2 separate regions of the Mus musculus genome follow, and region 2 is linked to region 1. The links are chromatin contacts, called in public HiChIP or PLAC-seq maps. All regions are on one chromosome and are shown on one strand. The core of a region is the stretch at or near the end of the contact, and the rest is flanking DNA. Distances in the headings are between cores, read along the strand shown.

The links. HiChIP or PLAC-seq counts read pairs in DNA pulled down with a chosen protein or histone mark.
Region 2: a contact with region 1 is called in an H3K4me3 HiChIP or PLAC-seq map of embryonic stem cells, with 4 times the contacts expected there. The contact joins the enhancer-like site here to the promoter of Paqr3 in region 1. A contact is called at or near these places in 1 of 484 Hi-C or Micro-C datasets (reprogramming fibroblasts), 4 of 115 datasets of contacts at active chromatin or transcription factors (differentiating embryonic stem cells and embryonic stem cells) and 1 of 9 other capture datasets (pancreatic islet).

What each region holds. Positions count from the first base shown.
Region 1 is chr5:97,109,813-97,113,554 of GRCm38.p6, reverse strand. It overlaps Paqr3 (progestin and adipoQ receptor family member III), which reads left to right and starts at 1,959. Exons shown (of 7, transcript NM_001359910.1): 1 at 1,959-2,296. The coding sequence starts at 2,112.
Region 2 is chr5:97,216,485-97,220,226 of GRCm38.p6, reverse strand. No RefSeq gene overlaps it. Among named protein-coding and RNA genes, the nearest start is that of Gm33609, 87 kb to the right of the region's middle. Within about 2 kb of position 1,731, at least 5 of the 459 cell types and tissues checked have an H3K27ac peak or open chromatin away from gene starts, as enhancers often do. A contact at or near this core is called in embryonic stem cells, where this site is marked.

The sequences.
Region 1 (3,742 bases), core at 710-3,209:
TGTGTCCTTGTGGTATGGTGGAGCATCTTTTGGGTATATGCCCAGGAGTGGTATAGCTGGGTCTTGGGGTAGTACTATTTCCAATTTTCTGGGAAACAGCCAGATTGATTTCCAGAGTGGTTGTATAAGTTCGCAACCCCTGCACCACTCGAGGAGTCTTCCTGTTCTCCACATCCTCACCAGCATCTGCTGTCACCTGAGTTTTTTATTTTAGCCATTCTGACTGGTGTGAGGTGGAATCTCAGGGTCGTTTTGATTTGCATTTCCCCAATGACTAAGGATGTTGAACATTTCATTAAGTACTTCTCAGTCACTCAAAGATTCCTTTGTTGAGAATTCTCTGTTTAGTTCTGTACCTCATTTTTAAAAAAATGGGCTATTTGGGTTTTGTTGTTGTTGTTTGGTTGGTTGGTTGGTTTTTTTGTTTTGTTTGGTTTTGGTTTGGTTTTTTTGGAGTCTAACTTCTTGAATTCTTTGTATATTTATATATTTTGGATATTAGCCCACTGTCTGATGAAGAGTTAGTGAAGATCTTTGCCCAGTCTGCCATTTTGTCCCATTGACAATGTCCTTTGCCTTACCAAAAAAAAAAGTTTTGTCCCACATTGCTGGACTTTTTTATCTGTTGATCTTTTGCTTGTATTATGGTTTCTGATTTTGTGTTTTTTATAGAGTTGTCTGTATTTGTGTGCTTCTATGTGTACATATCTCTGTACATTTGTGTTTATTGTGCTTTTCCTTTGTTTTATTTGTTTCATAGTTTTATTTTTAAACTACCTGTCTGTTTTCTAGAGAGAGGAAAAGGGCATGGAATTTCAATGGCGAGAAGGTAGGAGTGATTTGGAAGAAGATGGGGGAAAGAAAGCAGTGATCAGGATATATTATATGGAAAAACATTAAGTTTTATAAAGTATCATTGTATTCTATAAAAGAAAGAAATCTGAGTTAGACAGTTTGAACTAAAACAAAACGATTGGTGATATCCAGAATGAGTCTCTTTCCCGACTGATAAACTGTCCAACAATAAAATATTTATGGTCTTTTAATATATATATTTACATTTTCATGGTCTTCCCCTGAACTCAAAGATAATTACCAGATGACTCTCACTCAGTAGTGACTCACCTTGAAGACATGATCACATTTCTTACCTCTTATAAACGTACTTTAAAGATAAGTTTCAAGTTTAACCTTGCCATCATAAAATAATTCCTCAGTTCACACAGCTGTATCAGTGTATATAGGTAGATATTTATATGAATTACTATGATATGTGTCTTGTCCTAAATACGACCTTAACTTGTTAATAAATATAATATATAAAAAATCCTAATGTACCTAGTAGTCAAAAACAAACAAAACAAAACAAAAACAAAAAATCCACACCAAGGTCCCTTCTGTGTGTATCTCATCAACAATACACCATCCAGCTGTAAGTTAGCTTGAATTATTTACCTTTCTGTTACTCTCTTCTTGTTATTCAAAATACAGTAAATATCACTTCTAATGGAAAACAGAAAAAAAAGAATCACTTGGATTTGGTCGTACTTGGATTTGGATTTTTCACCTGAAGCTGAAGGGAGATGGGCGGACCTGATTGGAGTTAGGGGTGGGCCAGATAGGGGCGGGGCTAGGGGCGGGCAGAGCAGAAGGGCGGGGCTAGGGGCGGGCCGGATGGGGGCGGGACTAGGGGCGGCCCGGGTAGAAGGGCGGGACTAGCGGTGGACCGGCTAAGAGGGTTTGGCTAGGGGCGGGACACCCAGTAGGGCGGGGCCAGAGGTTGACTGGCTGGCGAAGGAGGAACTAGGGGGCTCTCCAGCCAGGTAAAGGACGGGGCGGCAGGCGGGTCCTGCTGGTAAAGCCCGAAGGAAGGGCGGGCCGCCAAGGCGAGGGGCGTGGAGAGGGCGGGGCTTTTCGGCGCGCTGACGTCAGACCAGGCTGCGACGCCGGCGGCCGTCCAGAGCTGAAGCGGCGGAGGTGTGTGTAGCGGAGCCGGGCCTGAGCAGACGCGGGCCGAAGCTCCTGGCTCAGCGGCGGCGGCTCCGGGGCGGGGGCGCCAGCGGCAAAGCCCCCTCCCCGGGGAGGCGGGGCCGGGCCGGCGCCTGGGAACCATGCATCAGAAGCTGCTGAAGAGTGCGCACTACATCGAGCTGGGCAGCTACCAATACTGGCCGGTCCTGGTACCCCGCGGCATCCGCCTCTACACCTATGAACAGATCCCGGTATCCCTCAAAGACAACCCCTACATCACCGACGGCTACCGGGCCTACCTTCCTTCCAGACTGTGTATCAAAAGGTACAGTGGCTGCTCCCTGCGGCGCATCCTCTCCTCTCACGCTTTTTGTCTGCTCTCCCCATCTTTCTCCGCTATTCTCTGTGCGCATCAATTCCTCACCTTTGGGCCCTTTATCTTTTTTCTGCTCTCTCTCCTCCGCGGGCCCTTGATCCACGAAATAACAATGATATTTACAGTGGTCATCGTTCCCTTCTCCATTGGCCCTTTGCTGTTTACAAAGCGCTTTTACATCCTTTTTTCCATTTGGTAATCACTGGGGATATGGGTTGGAATCTTCCCTACTGACAAAGGCCGAACCTTATTTGCTTTGTATACCTGAGCTGTGTTTCTAGGGCAGCTCTGTGGGGATTCAGAAGTGTTGGCCAGCTGAATGTCCATTCAATAGCAGACAGGTCCACATTGTTGTGCATATGTATGTGGGAAGCCCTGATTCATTCAATCATCTACCAAATGCGCATTGAGGCTCTGCTAGCTAATAGGCACTATACCAGTTGCAGAAGGCAGGCATGGTCCTCGTTCCCATGAAGCTGCTGAGGTCTAGCCTGAGTGGCAGACACTAAAGGGATAATTACACTATTACATAATAGTAATTGTGGAAAGTGCTGTGTAGGAGAAACCCTGTAGCAAAGAACTCTGAAAGGGGACAGCCAGACCAACAGAACACCTTAGAAGCCTCCAAACAACATGGGTTTGTTGATTTAGAGCTTTAAAATGAGAGTCTCAGAAGCTTCTGTTTAAAAAGAAAATTTTAAAAATGGCTTTGGTTTTCAGGGTAGTCTTCTGTCAGACCTCACTGTATGTACTAAAGTTTTTGCTCTATCAGAAGCATGGTGCAGCCCTCCAGGTCACTGGAGTGGCCATCTCTGCTTCCCACAGTGTGGGCTGTTGAATTGCCCAACTAGCAGCCACGTGTGCGTTTATTGATCTCTCCAGCACAGTCTTTCCCCATCCCATTTCTTTTTGTACTGCCTTGAAAGGATTTTTGTGGCCTTGTTTGAATGGATGACCAAGTGGATGTCACAATTTGAGTTTTAATTACTGCTTTATCTCCCCAGTGCTTCTGGTACATAATTAAGAAATCAGAGCTAGGCCCTGCTGTGGGGATGGAGGAGACAGGCCAGAAGTGGACTGCTGTGAATATTGTACCCACCCAGCAGTGCTCCTCTGCATTCTGATGTCTTGAGTCCAAATCTGAAGGAGTTGAAACCAGGACTTATAAAACGTTAGATCTTGAGTTGTTGAGTCAGATGCAAGTTCACAAACATGCCTCTTAACTGCTTCAGAAATTTGAGCAAGAGTTAACCTGTTGATTTTGAAGATAAACAAAATTTACGAGTGCCCAGCTTTTCTGACAGTACTACTTTGTCTTTTGTGGGGATAGTCTTCCTACAATGTTGATCTTATCCAAGTTGGACCTTTAGCCTCTCTTCTTCTAACTTTCAAGAG
Region 2 (3,742 bases), core at 482-2,981, 110 kb before region 1:
TATGCACTTGACACAATGACTTCATAAGATGTGTGCAAATTTTAGTCTTTTTCTACATATTTCTTTTTCTATATATTTCGTATAAAATTAAAACACTATCAAAATGATGGAATTTTTTAAAAATATCATGCACAAAATATTTTTCATCTACTTCAACAGTGAGTGATCAACTTAATGATCAGCATCCATTTAGATATTTGAGATACATGACCACCTATCATTTAAAACCAACCACCTTAGATTTCTGGAATGAAAGAAGAGAAAATGAAAGCATCACTCTATAACATTAATTTCCTGTGACTGGTGATATTATTCATATATGACATATCATATATGAAACCTAAACAGATACTTTCAATTGCTATCATCTCAACAGTTTTCGAAATGTTTTCATATTTATTCTTTCATTAAATCCTTCTCAACGGTTCCATAAATTGGGTAGGACAAATAGTTTTATCTCAACGTTGATGATGAGAAAGAGTATATACCATCCGTGGGTTACTCAGACAAGAGTAAAAAGACTGATCCTGGCCAACAAATGTTTGTTCTTCTATTTCTATACAATGTTTACATACTTATCATATTCTCATTCCATCAATATTTTTATAAAGACAGTATTAACTGTAAGTGGATAAAATTGCATGATTTACCCTTTTTTTGGCTGCCAAGAAATTGTATGTACATGTGATTAAAAGTATTTAGTTGAATGTTAATCCAGAATCTAAATAACAGCAATAAAATGGTTCTGTGTTAAGTAGATGAACGGATGATGGATAAGGATGCCATAGGCATAAAGATAGAACAAGATGTGACTCTTGAGGAAAATAATACACAAATCTCTAGAATATATGCTGATGCACAATGTGGTAGAGACACATACATTATTCCAGGGGATCAAACAATGGGGCAATTCACAGAGTCATGTTTTGAGATTATTCTACAAATGTTGTACTATATACCCATTATAAGATTCTTTATGTTGTTAATAATTGGAACTAATGAAGCATGAAAGGCCCATTGTAAGAATTTTTCAAAGGAAGTCACCTTAGATTCAATGAAAACCAACAAAGACTCTAAGGTTTTAATAGTCCAAAGACCTTAAATGTAACACCCATCCATACACATTTTTATTAGACCAGTGACATCCAGATGGAGTAGAGGGCAGAGGGGAGATGCATAGTGTCATGCACATGTATTCCGAGTAGTAAAGAAAGCATTGAAGCAAGACATTAAGTAGACACATTGCTAACCTTGACACAAGTTGCTGATAAAATGGCCCTCAGAATAAACAGCACAATTGGCCTGATTTTGACCTGAGTGGTTAGGGGCTTTTAGCAAAAGGGGGTACTTGGACTTCTGTCATGCAAATTAGTTCTTCTACAAGAAAAGAACACATTGTACAAGTAACAGACAAAGGAGACACATTGAGGCTAAACAAGTTGAGGATGTCTTTCAGAGGTGGTGGGCATTAGAAGGAGTTAGCAGAGTGAAGAGAAACCTTAGGAAAGATAACACATAAGTCCAAAATACTTTGGCACTTTAACCAAATAAGCTGCTTAGGGGAAAAACACAATGTGCACCCCAACACCTGCTGGACCTAATGGACTCTGAAATGTTGTTTCAGAATTAATCAAGTCATTTAAAATCATAGCCACAGTCTCCATTCACTACTCCTGTGCATAAATGTGCTGATCCCGATACTAATCCATGTCGGGTGACTTGAGCAATATATCACCATAATTGCCATTTTAGGGCTGCAAATTGGAGTTAAAATAACCAGATGCAAAAGAGATGGCCATATCATACCCTCAAGATGGATCTTCAAAGTTCAAGGAGAGTTCAAGCATGGGAGAGGCAATAGGAAGGGGTCAAGTGTAAGGGGATTGTTCATGTTCAAGAGGAATTAACTTCACAAATATATTGTTTCTGAGGTGGTAATTGTCCCATCTTACAGTTATTCATACCTCATTTACTCGTTGCATTCTTCTCATGCATTTAATGAAATGAATTTGATTTTGACAAAATATTCTATTTCAAAATTGCCATTAATTTTCAGGATATTTTTTTTATTCTCCTCTAAATTATCTAGTCAAAAAGATTGAAACTGATGGAGGAAATCTACTATTTCCATAGGTAATCCTTAGTAAGAATCAATGCTAGCTTGAGATCATTCCTTCATTACTTAGTAAGTTAAGTCATTAACTTCTTTTTTAATGGGGGCCTATTTATACCCCAAATATATGAAATGTAAAAGACTAAGTTCTGTCCCAAGTGACCACGTGAGTAATATTAAAGCAGTTGTCCAGTTTTGTCCAGTTGACCTGTTACATTTTCTCACTTGGAGCATGAGAGGATGCTGCCAACAAAGGCCTACTGAATAGTTACATACTTGTCCAAGTAATAAAACAAAGACAGATTGGGAAACCTGGGAGCAGGACAGCATCCTTAAGATTAAATTTCTTAAAAAAACAAACAGACAGACCAAAAAAAAAAAAAAAAGACTATTTGTTCCTTTGGTTGAGTCTTTGTCCTATTAACACTCACATAAAATAATTTTCCAAACAAAAGTCGAATTTCTACTTTTATTTCAAATCCACACTTATGAGGATAGTGATCAAAGATACCCACAATCTGGAACCACTTGATAAGCATTCCTTTCTTCACAAGCCAATGTCTGAAACAGTGAATGGCTCATCATTCCCCAAGAAGCAAAGCTGGTTTACATCTCAAAGCCATTCCAGGGTTTTGCTTTTTCTCTGATAAAAGTCTCTTCCTTCTCTAGCAAGCATACTTACTTTCATTCTTTAATACCCAGCTGAAATGTCACTACTTTTTTCTGACTGGTCACCTCACCTACAGAAGTTTTTCTATTTTATGTTTTCCAATAGTGCAAAAATAGAAACTCCAATACTAGGTCTGATTACAACGTATTACCAACATTTTCTTGATGTCTGTCAACTTTAATTACTTTTAAATTTTCTGAAATACTGTATTAAATATAGGTTGAAGCAATTTATAAGCAAATACTATTAGGTCATAATATATCACAAAATATCAAATATAAAAATGACTGATAGAGACAGAATAAAATATTTGAAAAGGGAGCATTTAAAGAAACAATGCTGAAATTTTCTCAAGATGGTTGCAAATTGTAAGTTTCAATTCTGAGTTCAAAAGGCAGGATAGAAATTAACAAAACCACATTGAGGTACATAATAATCTAGAGGCTTTAACTGTTGTCATAAAATAATCAAAACTACAGCCAGCGTAGGAGGAAACTATTACACACCACAGAGTAACAAAGATCAGAATGAATTTCAGTGCCAAACCCCATGCACCCGAGCAACAAGAGCAGTGAAACATTTAAAGCAAAAACTTATTATTATAACACTGGACATGGTGGTACACTCTGATAATCCCTGCTCCAGATGCAAAATAACGGATTTCAGAATAATAATAAAGCAAAGCTGAGAAGAGACACACCTACGATTACATCTGTGAGTTTCAATACTCCACTCCAATAAGGAGAGTAAGCAGGTAATAAATATTAAGAGTGTAAAAAAGACAGTAAAGCAACGAGATATACTTAATGTTACATAACAAAAGCCCAGCAAGCAAGCTTGAATAAACTAGCAAGTGATGAAATCGTATGTACTATGACCATAGTGTAAGTGAGCTGAACAATCAATATTTAAAATCTGGCAATTTGAAACTCTAGTTCAACTCAGCAGACCACACACAA